4 separate regions of the Mus musculus genome follow, and regions 1, 2 and 3 are each linked to region 4. A link is a contact called in public promoter capture Hi-C data. All regions are on one chromosome and are shown on one strand. The core of a region is the stretch at or near the end of the contact, and the rest is flanking DNA. Distances in the headings are between cores, read along the strand shown. Region 1 holds the start of Fgg (fibrinogen gamma chain). Region 2 holds the start of Fga (fibrinogen alpha chain). Region 3 holds the start of Rbm46os (RNA binding motif protein 46, opposite strand). Region 4 holds the start of Gucy1b1 (guanylate cyclase 1, soluble, beta 1).

Evidence for each region. Promoter capture Hi-C pulls out the DNA fragments that hold promoters and counts their contacts.
Region 1: a promoter capture Hi-C map of stem cell-derived epiblast-like cells shows a contact between it and region 4, with 3 times the contacts expected there. The contact joins the promoter of Fgg here to the promoter of Gucy1b1 in region 4. A contact is called at or near these places in 2 of 39 promoter capture datasets (hippocampal neurons and stem cell-derived epiblast-like cells) and 1 of 115 datasets of contacts at active chromatin or transcription factors (astrocytes).
Region 2: a promoter capture Hi-C map of liver shows a contact between it and region 4, with 3 times the contacts expected there. The contact joins the promoter of Fga here to the promoter of Gucy1b1 in region 4. A contact is called at or near these places in 3 of 39 promoter capture datasets (cranial neural crest, embryonic stem cells and liver).
Region 3: a promoter capture Hi-C map of embryonic stem cells shows a contact between it and region 4, with 5 times the contacts expected there. The contact joins the promoter of Rbm46os here to the promoter of Gucy1b1 in region 4. A contact is called at or near these places in 11 of 39 promoter capture datasets (the 3T3-L1 cell line, the HPC-7 cell line, cranial neural crest and 6 more).

What each region holds. Positions count from the first base shown.
Region 1 is chr3:83,006,288-83,009,097 of GRCm38.p6, forward strand. It overlaps Fgg (fibrinogen gamma chain), which reads left to right and starts at 1,437. Exons shown (of 10, transcript NM_133862.2): 1 at 1,437-1,695; 2 at 1,866-1,910; 3 at 2,087-2,270; 4 at 2,361-2,454. The coding sequence starts at 1,621. It overlaps Gm30097 (a long non-coding RNA gene), which reads right to left and starts at 2,128. Exons shown (of 5, transcript XR_375748.2): 1 at 2,067-2,128.
Region 2 is chr3:83,024,704-83,027,481 of GRCm38.p6, forward strand. It overlaps Fga (fibrinogen alpha chain), which reads left to right and starts at 1,450. Exons shown (of 6, transcript NM_001111048.2): 1 at 1,450-1,565. The coding sequence starts at 1,512.
Region 3 is chr3:82,875,368-82,878,218 of GRCm38.p6, forward strand. Rbm46os (RNA binding motif protein 46, opposite strand) reads left to right here and starts at 1,338. Exons shown (of 4, transcript NR_040382.1): 1 at 1,338-1,391. Rbm46 (RNA binding motif protein 46) reads right to left here and starts at 1,116. Exons shown (of 6, transcript NM_001277170.1): 1 at 941-1,116.
Region 4 is chr3:82,073,375-82,076,299 of GRCm38.p6, forward strand. It overlaps Gucy1b1 (guanylate cyclase 1, soluble, beta 1), which reads right to left and starts at 1,337. Exons shown (of 14, transcript NM_017469.4): 1 at 1,198-1,337; 2 at 624-697. The coding sequence starts at 1,200.

The DNA.
Region 1 (2,810 bases), core at 187-2,686, 930 kb after region 4:
GAGTATTAACATTAAAAGTAGACTTCCTTCCAGCCCAATCAACTAAAGTCACTCAATAATTGTTGAGTATTAACTGTCACTCGGTCTACTGGGTGCTGTGGCCAAACACTGAATTTCCATTGATAGATTAATGGGTTATATAATGCAAGGTTCTTATAATTCCTACAAAACATGGAGCCAGAGCTGGGGCTGTGGGGTAATGCTCTATTAGAGGGAACTAGCCTCCAGAAAACAGGGCTTCTGGGGGTTTTTGCTTGTTTTTGTTTGTTTGTTTGTTTGTTTTTTGTTTTATTTGTTTTGACAGCCAGAGATGCAGTAGTTCCTATGCACATTGACAAACAAGATGGGGGGAAAAAGTAGAACATATAGGAAGAAAAAACAAACAGGAGATAGGAAGTGACTAAAGGCTACGGGGTCTTTAAGCAGGTGAATGGTGGCATTGTCCAAGCTATTCTGTAAGAATATCACAAATGGCTTGGAGCAAAAAGTGACTGAAGTGGAGGCCAATCTGGTCAGGAAGAGAAAGGGCTACATATTTGGTCTGATGAGTTCCCTTACTTAAAATGATTTCTGACTAGCTACAGAGCATAAACATTTCTTTGTTTTAATGTCAAAGGAGACAGTACTTTGTCAAAACTTCAAGTCAAATACCAGCATGTTAGCACTTCTTTCATGTTAGTGCGTTTCTCCCAGTTACATAGTTCTTCACAGTTTACAGCAAGCTTGGTCACAGGAGGAGAGTGACTGCACACATCTGTCACAGTGCCACAGCTGCTTGTCATTAGCAAAGAGAGGTGACAGTGCCCTTTCCCCACAAACTCAATGAACCTTCTCAGTGTCTCCCTGTGTCCCTTCTCCTTCAGAGAGGCTTCTAAGGAGATGTGTGACAGGTGGGTTTCTCTGAGTCCAGGCTTTTCCTCCAGGAACTAGATGGGGCTTTGGGACAAACTGGTAAACTCCTGGCTCCTTCTCTTTGGTGGCAGATGGGAGGGAACCTGTCTTCCAGTCATCAGAAGAGTTGAGCCCAAAACTCAGTCAAAACTGACCCAAGAAAAAGGATATCACAGAGGAGGGACAGGAACCCATCTCCAGCATGATCCACCCTTGGAAATACAGACCTTAGACATGAAAGGAGGAAAAGTTCCCTTCTCCCACCCCTGGGCAAAGACAGGTCTTTCAGTAATGCCTGTGGCTGCAACAGGCCAGACTTCTGGATAAGCTTGGTTTGTTGTGGGAGGTCAGAACCCTGTGTTTGTTCTCCTGGAGGTGGTGTACTGGAAGTAGTTGCAACACGCGGCCTCTGTCAGCCCTCGGAGCAGCACCCCCCCCCCCCCTGTTTTGCTGGCTTTTGCAGATACCTGTGGGTCTGAGGAGACAGGTTGGGCTGAGCCCAAAGGGAGGAGCTTAAACCTGTGCGCAAAATCTGGGAATCCCTCAGAGCACGAGTGAGAGCCAGAATGAGCAGAAAGAGCTCACATTTCTGGTAAAGAGACCCTGTGACCAGTTCCAGCCACCCTTAGTCCCGCCCAGACTGAGAGCTCACATAAAGGACCAAGGAGAAGCCCAAGAGGTCACAGTGCTGGCTGTAAAGAGCTGGGAGCACCTGGTCACCCAGACACCATGAGTTGGTCTTTGCAGCCCCCGAGTTTCCTTCTTTGCTGCCTGCTTTTACTGTTCTCTCCAACGGGCCTGGCAGTAAGTGTCCTTCCGAAGCCATACTGTTTTATTATTAAAACGTTTTTATAAAGGGGAGAGAGAGAGAGAGAGAGAGAGAGAGAGAGAGAGAGAGAGAGAGAGAGAGAGAGAGAGAGAGAGAGAGACATGACTGGGACCAGTAGCAAAATATCTTTGTTTTTCTCCAACAGTATGTGGCTACCAGAGATAACTGTTGCATCCTAGATGAGAGATTCGTAAGTAATTTCAGTGTCACCCCCTATCCTGAAACTAGAGAAGGGTGGGAAAACAGGGTAGCACTTTCATTTATCAGTTGACAACTTAAGCTTTTGGGGAATGGTTTAATATTTATGGATTGTATTTAAGACTTCTCTCCTAAGGTGTTTAATTACCTCCTTAAATTGACTTGCAGGGTAGTTTCTGCCCAACCACCTGTGGTATCGCAGATTTCCTGTCTTCTTACCAAACCGACGTGGACAATGATCTCCGAACGCTGGAAGACATCTTATTCCGGGCTGAAAACAGAACCACAGAAGCCAAAGAACTGATCAAAGCAATTCAGGTTTACTACAACCCAGACCAACCCCCAAAGCCAGGTGAGAGGAAACCCCACCGAGGAGTCACCTCCTCTGCTTTCCGTTGTACTATTTGCTTAAGGGATTTTCCTGTCTCTGACCCTGTTACAGGTATGATAGACAGTGCCACTCAGAAGTCTAAGAAGATGGTAGAAGAAATTGTGAAATACGAAGCGCTGCTGTTAACCCACGAGACAAGCATTCGGTATGTGTCTGGGTTTTCATGTGCTCCTCAAGGCACCTGGAACTTTTCCTTAATGTTCCACATTTCATAGAAAGTGACCTTGGAATTTAGTTTTCATTTATAGTATCAAATCTCCCAGTGGAGATGGGAGTTCTTTAGTGAAAAATGAGTTGCACGGGCCTGTAATTTTAAAATAATAATCGCATTGGAGAAAGGTTATTGTAGATGCCTTTGAATGCCATTCTGGCTCTATTTACTTGAATGTCCCCCAGCCCCCTTACAATATAAAATCAAATATATGGGAATTGAGGTGTGGAAATCCTCTTCACAAACATGTCACCAAGTCAACATTAGTAAATCAGAGAACAGACAGAAGA
Region 2 (2,778 bases), core at 200-2,699, 950 kb after region 4:
CAAAGCAGGACTGGTTGCCAGCTAACAGAATACCCTGTTACGTTTGCATTTCACATGAACAACTACATTCTAGTATAAGCATACTCCAAACACGGCAGAAGACATGCATACACTAAGATATATTGGTTGTCTGTCTGAGATTCAGATTTGGCTGCTCATTCTCAGTGTTTATTACTAAATACAGCACACTTAAGTCAAAGGGTTTTTTTTAATCATTTTATTGAACCGTGACTGATATGTAAAAGTGCTGTATGTTTGATGTGAAATAACCACCCCTTTGAGCTCATTAGTATATGCATCACCTTCTTTGATTATCTTTCCCTTTTCCTCTTTTTTCTTCCTTTCTGTTTCCCTCATTTCTCGTCTCCAGGAAACCACTACTGTGTCCCAGTCTCTTGAGTTGCACATTAAAGGTTTCACACGGAAGTGAAGTCACATCGTTCGCTTAGTGTGATATCCTCAAGGCTCCCGTACATTTCCCCAAATGTGTGAATTTCTTCTTTTCACAGGCTGAACAATAATCTCTTGTATCCACCCCTTTTCTTTATCCATTCATCCATTGTCTGAGGCTGCTTCCATAGTGTGGAATTGTGAACAATGAATATTCTGTTCAAAATCCAGCTGTTGCTTTTTGGGGGGGGGGGGAATATTAGTGGGTGCGTGGTTGGGTCACACAGAAGTTTCACTGAGTCCAGAAGAATTGTACATGGAAATGAAGAGCAGATGAAGAGAGATCAAGCCCAAAGGCAGGAAGTACAGTACATTTTCCATGTACTTCTCCAATCATGGCCAGCACTTCCTCCCAGGCCGTGGTGACAACCACTCCTCGGGAGGCCTTGAAATAATTCACCCATTTGTTTACTAACATGTGTAGGATGTTGCCTTTGCCCTGGTCTTTAAGAGAGGAGACTGATTCCCAAGGATGGACAGTTAACCTTCATAAGTGCTCAGAGCCAGGAAGCTGGAGCTAGGACTGTGGATGCTGGCATTGGTCGCCAGCAGCTACTGTCTTGACCTCTGGCTGGAGGAAAACAACCCGTTTAACATAAGCTTATTGTAGGCTTTCAGGTCATTCTGAAATTCAGATGAACTCTGAATCCCACACACAGTCCAATGTCTCTGCTCCACAGAAGTGATAGCCAGAGTGCCCTGGCTGCTCTCTTACTTCCTTCAGGTGTGAACTGTGTTCATCTCCCCAGCTTCCAAGGCCCCCATTTCCTGGAATGTAGATTCCCCCCACCCCCCAACTGCTGACTGCACAATCAAATGCTACCATTTGCAACAACTTATCGGAAACAAACAAGCTACAGAGAATTGAGCAAGAGTTTCTGGGATACCTTGGTTATTATGGTCAGAGCACAGGACACACTGTGAGCTTTGGCTGCTTGAGTGGGCCAAGGGTGATGATTAACCTCCTGCCGGTTTAAGTAGGGTTGGAGCTGTGAGTGCAGTCAGTCCTCCTTCGCTTCAGCTCCAGTTCTCCTCATGAGCCATCCCTAAACGCAGACACCATGCTGTCCCTGAGGGTCACCTGCCTCATCTTGAGCGTGGCCAGCACAGTCTGGGTATGTGCTTTCTCTTCTCTCTGTTAATTCTTCCGCAAGGAGCCCTGAGTTCAGAGTCTACAAGTCCTTTGTACTTAGCTTTTTAAATGCCAGGCCAGGGAGGCAAATTCTTAGATGAGCCTGACAAGTGTATGGGGAAATGTGATGTCCAGAGGGAGGCCCTAGGATAACGAGAGATCTTGACATCTGTCGTTCAGGCTGATTCAGATGCAGTCTTTAAAACTGCAGCTGTGTGTTAGTATACTCTCACGGTTGCTGGGGATTGATCCAGCATAGAATTCCTCATGCTGCAACCCTTAGATGCAGTTCCTCATGTTGTGATGACCCGCAACTAGAAAATTGTTTTTAGTTACTACTCCCTAACCTTAATTTTATTACTTTTATGAATCATAACGTAAATATTTTTGGAAATAGAGGTTTGCCAAAGGAGTCGTGACCCACAGGTTGAGAACCCCTGGGCATGGCAGTAAAGCTCTCTACAACTAAGCTACACTGCCAGCCTCCTGAATCCCTCCACATGTTTGTCCCTTTAAACTCCAGAGACATCATTCTAACAGAACAAAACACTGGGTAAGAACTGTTCTCCAGCTGGTAATTCCAGACATTTGTCTGTAATGAGCAGAAGGTTTGGGGTTTAGTATGGTTTACCTCTAGTCTTTGTTTTATTTGTAATATTTTAGTTTTGTAATGTTGTCATGTTGAGGAATGAAGCAGAGCTTTCTCTGTACTGACCAAGCAAGCGTTCTACACCCGCAGCCCTAAGAGGAACTTTTCATATCCTTTTGAAGACATAAAAGGAAGAGGGCAAATTAATTGCCTTTGAAAACGTATAGCAAATTCCGAAGACATTAGTTATGAGGCAGTGGGCTCTTTGGAAGGATTCGTGTTCTTTTCAGATAACTTCTAAATACTGACATCATTCCCCAAATTAAGCCCCAAAGAAAAACAAAAGAAAGAAATCTAAATTACTGGAGTTTCTGACACATTCTAGTTTATAAAACATGTCAACTATGACCAAGGACCTAGTGACATCCTAATTAGTTACCCAGGCTGTATATTATTTCAGGTGTTTTTTGTGGTGGTGGTGGTGGTGGTGGTGGTGGTGGTGGTGGTGGGTTTTTTGGCTCACCATTCAAAAATCTTGATATCAGAGAGTAAAGAACAATACATTTTGGAGGGAATTAAACTAAAATAACCAGCTGAGGCGATATTT
Region 3 (2,851 bases), core at 88-2,587, 800 kb after region 4:
TTTTAAAGTCCAAGACTCTTATATGAAAATTAGCACTTAAAACATGGCCACACGCAGGAAATAAGGCATTAGTTGGTTATTTGGCAAATACAGTGCTAACAAGATCCGAATGTCCTCAGTGGCACAGTTAGTGATTGAGACAATATTTTAAACAGGTATACTTAAAAACAAATCTACCTATCACAGCGCTAAGGTTGATTCTTATGACTACAAAGGAAGTTTCTGAAGCATCTCATTGCCCTAATCCCTTGAAATGAAAACTGCTAGTTATTTAAATTAGCCTATTTCCACATGCATATTCATAAATGATGGGCTGTTACCACCTTGATGCTACCTATAGTGCTTCCTGGTTTTAACCTAATTCTAGAAGGCTAAATGAGGTGCTTTTTCTGAGTCCCCTGGGGTCCCCTTCTCATAAATTCACCAGGAAGCCAGTCCACCAGCATCCACCGGGCCCCTGGACCGGCTCCGTGGTCCTCCCTCACCCCAGGCTGCACTAAGAGTGTTATCCGGCCCGTCGGGCAGTTGGCTCCCGACAACCACTCACGCAGATCCCCTAGGCAGCCCGGCCGCTTCCCAGTCGGGGCGGCGGAAAGTTCGAGGCCCGGCCCCCGCTAGGAACTCTGGGCGGCGCGGCGAGCGGACACAACGGCGACGGGAGGCCAGCGAGGTCGGGAAGCAGCGGCCAGGACCCCGAGGTCCCGGAGCTTCTGCCGACTGGGCAGCCGCGCAGGGAGCCCGAGACCCGAGAGCCGCTGTCGACGGGGCGGCCGCGCAGGGAGCCCGAGACCCCGGAGCCGCTGTCGACGGGGCGGCCGCGCAGGCCAGCCCGCGGACACCGCCCGACGGTGGCGCCCCGGACCCCGCACGAGGGCACCCCCGACTGCGGCCGTTGGCAGCGGTTTGCCGGTCACCCCCGCAGCTCCCATTCCCGCCTCACCCCGTCGGGTCTTCAGAGGCCAGACCTAAAAATCCCTGGACCAACGAGCACAAACCGCCGCCAGAGCTTCGGATCGGCGCTGCGGGCGGAAGCGGTGGTCAGAGGAGTCGCCGCGGGGCCGGACGGGGCAGGGCGTGGCCAGTGGCGCTCGTGCTGTCCTCGCGCCTCGGGGCCACGGGCTCTTCGCCTCAGCCTAGCGTGCCTCACGTGGAGTGGCCCCACCTCGACCAATCAGCGGCCGCCGGTGGGGGCGAGGAGGCGGGACTGAGGCTTGAGGCCGGAGGAGGCACTTGCGACAGGCGAAAGGGACTTGGAGTGGCACGCTCGCTGGCCAATCAGGAGGAGAAAAGCCAGTCTGGGCGAGTGAAGTTTGGCGCGTGGAAGACTTGAAGGCGTTACTAAACAAAAGTTACAAAGTGAACTTGCAGTGCTTCCCTTAAGGGAGATGTAGGTAGGTTGAGAAAGTTCTTTGTCTGGCTGGATGAAGTTTGCAAATCTTGATTGAACGCCTTGTTGGGTGCAAAACAGTCATGGGGACTTTTGTAAATGAGGATGGGAGGGGTGGCCCCTTAATTTCTGATTCCCCTTAAAACAGATATGATGAGACTGGGATCGTAAATAACGTTAACAGAGTTTTAGCCCTTTTATGTTTCTACGTGCCAAAAGCAGTTCCAGGGCATCTTCGTCCGTTCTCACAGGGTTTTTAAAACTAAGTTATAGCATGTTTTACAGACAGGGAAACCGACTCAAGAGAGCTGTGGGCGTTTACACAACGTGTGCATCAAGCGGCTTGTGATATGTTACTATCCCAAAAGGTGCCCCCCAAGGAGAACGCTATGCACAATACCTGGGAGGCGTTGGTAACTCGGAAAGCAGTTATTCCTAAACTCTGCTCTGCACAGTATTTTCCAAACAAGTTGAAAGCCTGAGCCACATCTAATACACTAGTTTGGCTTTGTTTTTAAAGATTTTTTTAACCTCAAAAACTACAAGAGGAAGGTTTGTTAAACATTGTTCGTTTGTTTTGTTTTGTCCAGGAAAGAAAGGTTCTTCACATTCATTTTCATGTCTGAATTTTACAGACTTGATTTTACAGACTAGCTGATTTTAAGCGTCGTTGTAGGAGCCTGTAGAAGCCAGTAGGTGGCGATATTTTATTGTGAGGTGTGAATGAGGTCTTGGAGGTAGCCTGGAGGACTACTTAACATTTCCAGTGTGTTCTCTTTTCACACCCCATCCCCAGTATAAAGGAAACCAAGTGAACAAGAGTTTCATAAAGGTCATTAGAGTGAGGCCTTAGAAACTTGCTTTAGAAAGACAATGTTAAAGACTCAAGTTACAGGGTACATCCTCTCCCTCAAAGTCTTAAAGAAACTGAGCAAATTTTATTAGCAGATGTATTTTTCATTGACTGCTATAAAAGATTTATGCCTTCTGCAACCAAAACATAAAGGAATAGCCTTTATTTCTTAAGTTTCCAAGAAGAGGGCATCTGAAACCTTTATGCTACGAGAATTCTTTAAGAATAGACTGCAAAATAGAAATTTTTAGATGCTTTATGGGGAAAGATGACCCAAATGAAGAAAGATGTGAAATGCAGGTGTTCTTTTGTCTGAAAAGAAGCCAGAATTGGGATAAGCCTTTGCTGATGGCGAAAACAGGAGAAAATCTATCAGCAGCTCAAAGGGAAATTATGCTGTCTGTGGGAATGGAAAGAAATGGTTAAACAGTGGAAGGGACCAGGAGAAAAGGTTCAGCATTTAAGAACCAACCCTGGCTGTTCTTCCAGAGGAGCCACATTCAATCCCAATGGTTTTAACTGTCTGTAACTCTGCCTCTAGGAGATAGACCACCTCTGGCTTCTGTGGGCACATACCCACACGCACACACACACACACACAAACACACCTT
Region 4 (2,925 bases), core at 87-2,586:
TTGGGCCTTAAAATCTCAGATAAGTCTATTTTCTCGTCTTATCTGAGTACCAGACTCAAAGCTCTACAGAAACTAGGATGCCCTGCTAGGGTTGCCAGAAGAAAACACAGCAAAGCAAGGGTGATTTGGGCAAGTTAAAGGGAAAATGTCCCTTTATTACATATCGGTTTCTCATGACTTACTGGAGAAATAATCTTTGAGTGTACTATACCATAACCAAATGATTTAACCATATTACGTGTTCCTGGTGTGCAAATCGCAAAAGAAAGCGAATCTTCTGTTCATTTCCTGCCTCTGATCCTAAGACCTTGCAGAGGCCCAGGAAGCCCCCAGGTCCCCTTGCATGGGAGCTAGCCAACCCTCTGAACCTGGCCTGGGAGTCACAGTGCTCTGCCTGTCTGGGTGTTCCCACGCTCAGTCCGGGTGAAGAGGCCGCAGCGACCCCAAGGGGCTTGATCACGCGGCCACGCCCCGGCCTACCCTCCTCTCCTGGTCCCGGCTTCGGAGCGTGGGAGAGGAGACCGGAGGATGCGCACCACGACCCTGCTGGGAGCAGCCAGGGAAGCGGGCGGGCGCGGGCTCGGTGCCAACGCGCGGCCCTGGGAGCGGGGCTGTTCACTTACTTGATGTCTTCCCACACCTCGGGACCATAATTGCGGATCACCAGCAGCTCCAGGGCATGGTTCACGAAACCGTACTGAAGGGCAGAGAGAGAGACCGTGGTCAAGGACCCGCGCCTTGCAACCCGGTCTTCCACCCGGTGCCTCTGACCTGTCATTCGCCTTCAGGATAAGCTTTCGGGTACCCTATTCTAAAAGGGGGGACTCTGCGGGATCTTTGAATTCTCGTCGTCCCTTTCCCCTCCCCCATCTTCTTACCCCTGCTCACCTGTCACCGTGGTGCAACAGGGGTAGCTCAGGAACCTGAGCCCTGAGCTTCCCACACCACCCTGCCCGTGGAACCCAGAATCCCCAGAAGTTGGAGGCTGGGGTTGAGTGGTGGGGACCCAACCAGACCCAGAGACTCGGAGCACTCCAGCAGATCATATGTCCCCACCTCCCACCAAAAGCGCTGTTCCTCGCGGCCCTCCGCTCTGTGTGCCCTGGGGCTTGTTTCTGCATCTCAGCCAGCTCTCTAGCCAGTCAAGGTCCACCCGCTCAGGTGTGATGTTCCGCTGACCATCCTGACAGCACTCACCATGGTGTCCGCGCCCGGAGCCTAGGAAGCAGCTTCCAGGCAAGAGTACCGCGGAAGGGACCCAGACAGCGACTACAGCGGCGACAGTGCTCCCAGACCAGCACAGAGCTGAAGCTAGGGCATCAGTCTCGGCCAACTCTGATTGCCACCTCTTCTCAGCCAATGACGAGTGGAGCCGCAGGAGGCTGGGCGCTGTTTCTTCCCATATCTTAGCCAATCAGTGACAGAGGAGGGAATTCAGATGGGCTCAGAGCTACTGTGCTCAAACATTTTCCCGCCCCAGTCTGGTGACAAGTCATTTCTTTTGAGGCCTTAAGGCAGATAGAACAGAACCAGCTGTGCTCCTTCCAGCATGGATGGGGTATTGTCATTGTCATCCTCGTACATCTGTTCTAATGTCCTAGAGCTTGGGCGTGTGTGTGTGTGTGTGTGTGTGTGTGTGTGTGTGTGTGTGTGCGCGCGCGCGCGCCCAGTGTTGATTAACATCGTCATGTTTTTTGTAGTTATGCACATAAACATTTCCTCTGTTGCTTTACCTAGCAACAGCTGGCAAACATAGCTAATCCTACAAAATTAACATTTTTACTTTTAGTCAATTAAGTTAATAATCAAGTGCACAAACTAAGATGTTTTGTAATATACAAGAGGTTTAGCAACTGCATTAGACTTTTTGCCATTGAGACAAAATACCTGACATTAACCAGCAGAATTCATGTTTTTGCCTGTGGTTTTTAGAGATCCATCGTTTTTTGTTTTTGTTTTCGCTTTTTTTTTTGTCTCCGTTGCTTTGGGGCGTGTGGAACAGCCCAACTCCATGGTGGCTGAGAGAATGGCCGAGGCTGTTTAGTTCATTACAGAGACACACAGGTGGGCCCAGTAGAGGCTTACAGTTCCCAAGGACACCCACAGTGGTCTACTTACAAACTCCAAAAAGGCTTCCAGAAGTTTCCAAACTGGTATTTCCCAGCTGGGGAATATGCTCTCAAGTACCTTCTCGGAGGATAGATACTTCATGTATCTTCTTGGAGGATAGATACTTCATGTGCAAACATAATTGTGAGCAAAACGTTAAGCCATCTTGTCTGTGAACTTTACAGGACAGGCCATATTACAACCCAGGAGTTAGAATTCCAGAAGTTTTAGATTTGTCTTGTATTTCTGTTTTGTCTGTTTGTCTGTCTGTCCATCAGTCCACCCACCCACCCACCCATCCATCCATCCATCCATCCATCCATCCAAGGGCCCATTACAAATGTGTGAACATTTCATCCCTCTCCAGTATGTCTTTCTCCCTCCCTCCCTCCTTCCCTCCTTCCCTTTCTCCTTCCCTCTTTCTTTCTTTCTTTCTTTCTTTCTTTCTTTCTTTCTTTCTTTCTTTCTTTCTCTCTTCCTTCCTTCCTCCCCCTCTCTCTCTTTCTCTCTTCCTTCCTCTCTCTCTCTCTCTCTCTCTCTCTCTCTCTCTCTCTCTCTCTCTCCTCTTTCTTACTTTCAAGCTGTCCCTTCTGTAAGTATGCACTCATCCATAGTCCCAAAACTCATTGGTTCTCCAAGGTGGACAGTGATGTAATCATTACTCATCTGTCCTGGCTTCTCACTCTAAAGACAGTAGAAATATTCACTGTGTCTCCTCAAGAAAAGTTTTCTACACAACACCTACTGAACCTTTTGATTCCACAATTGTTGGAATCAAAAGGTTCCAACACATATCCATACACATACATATGCTAC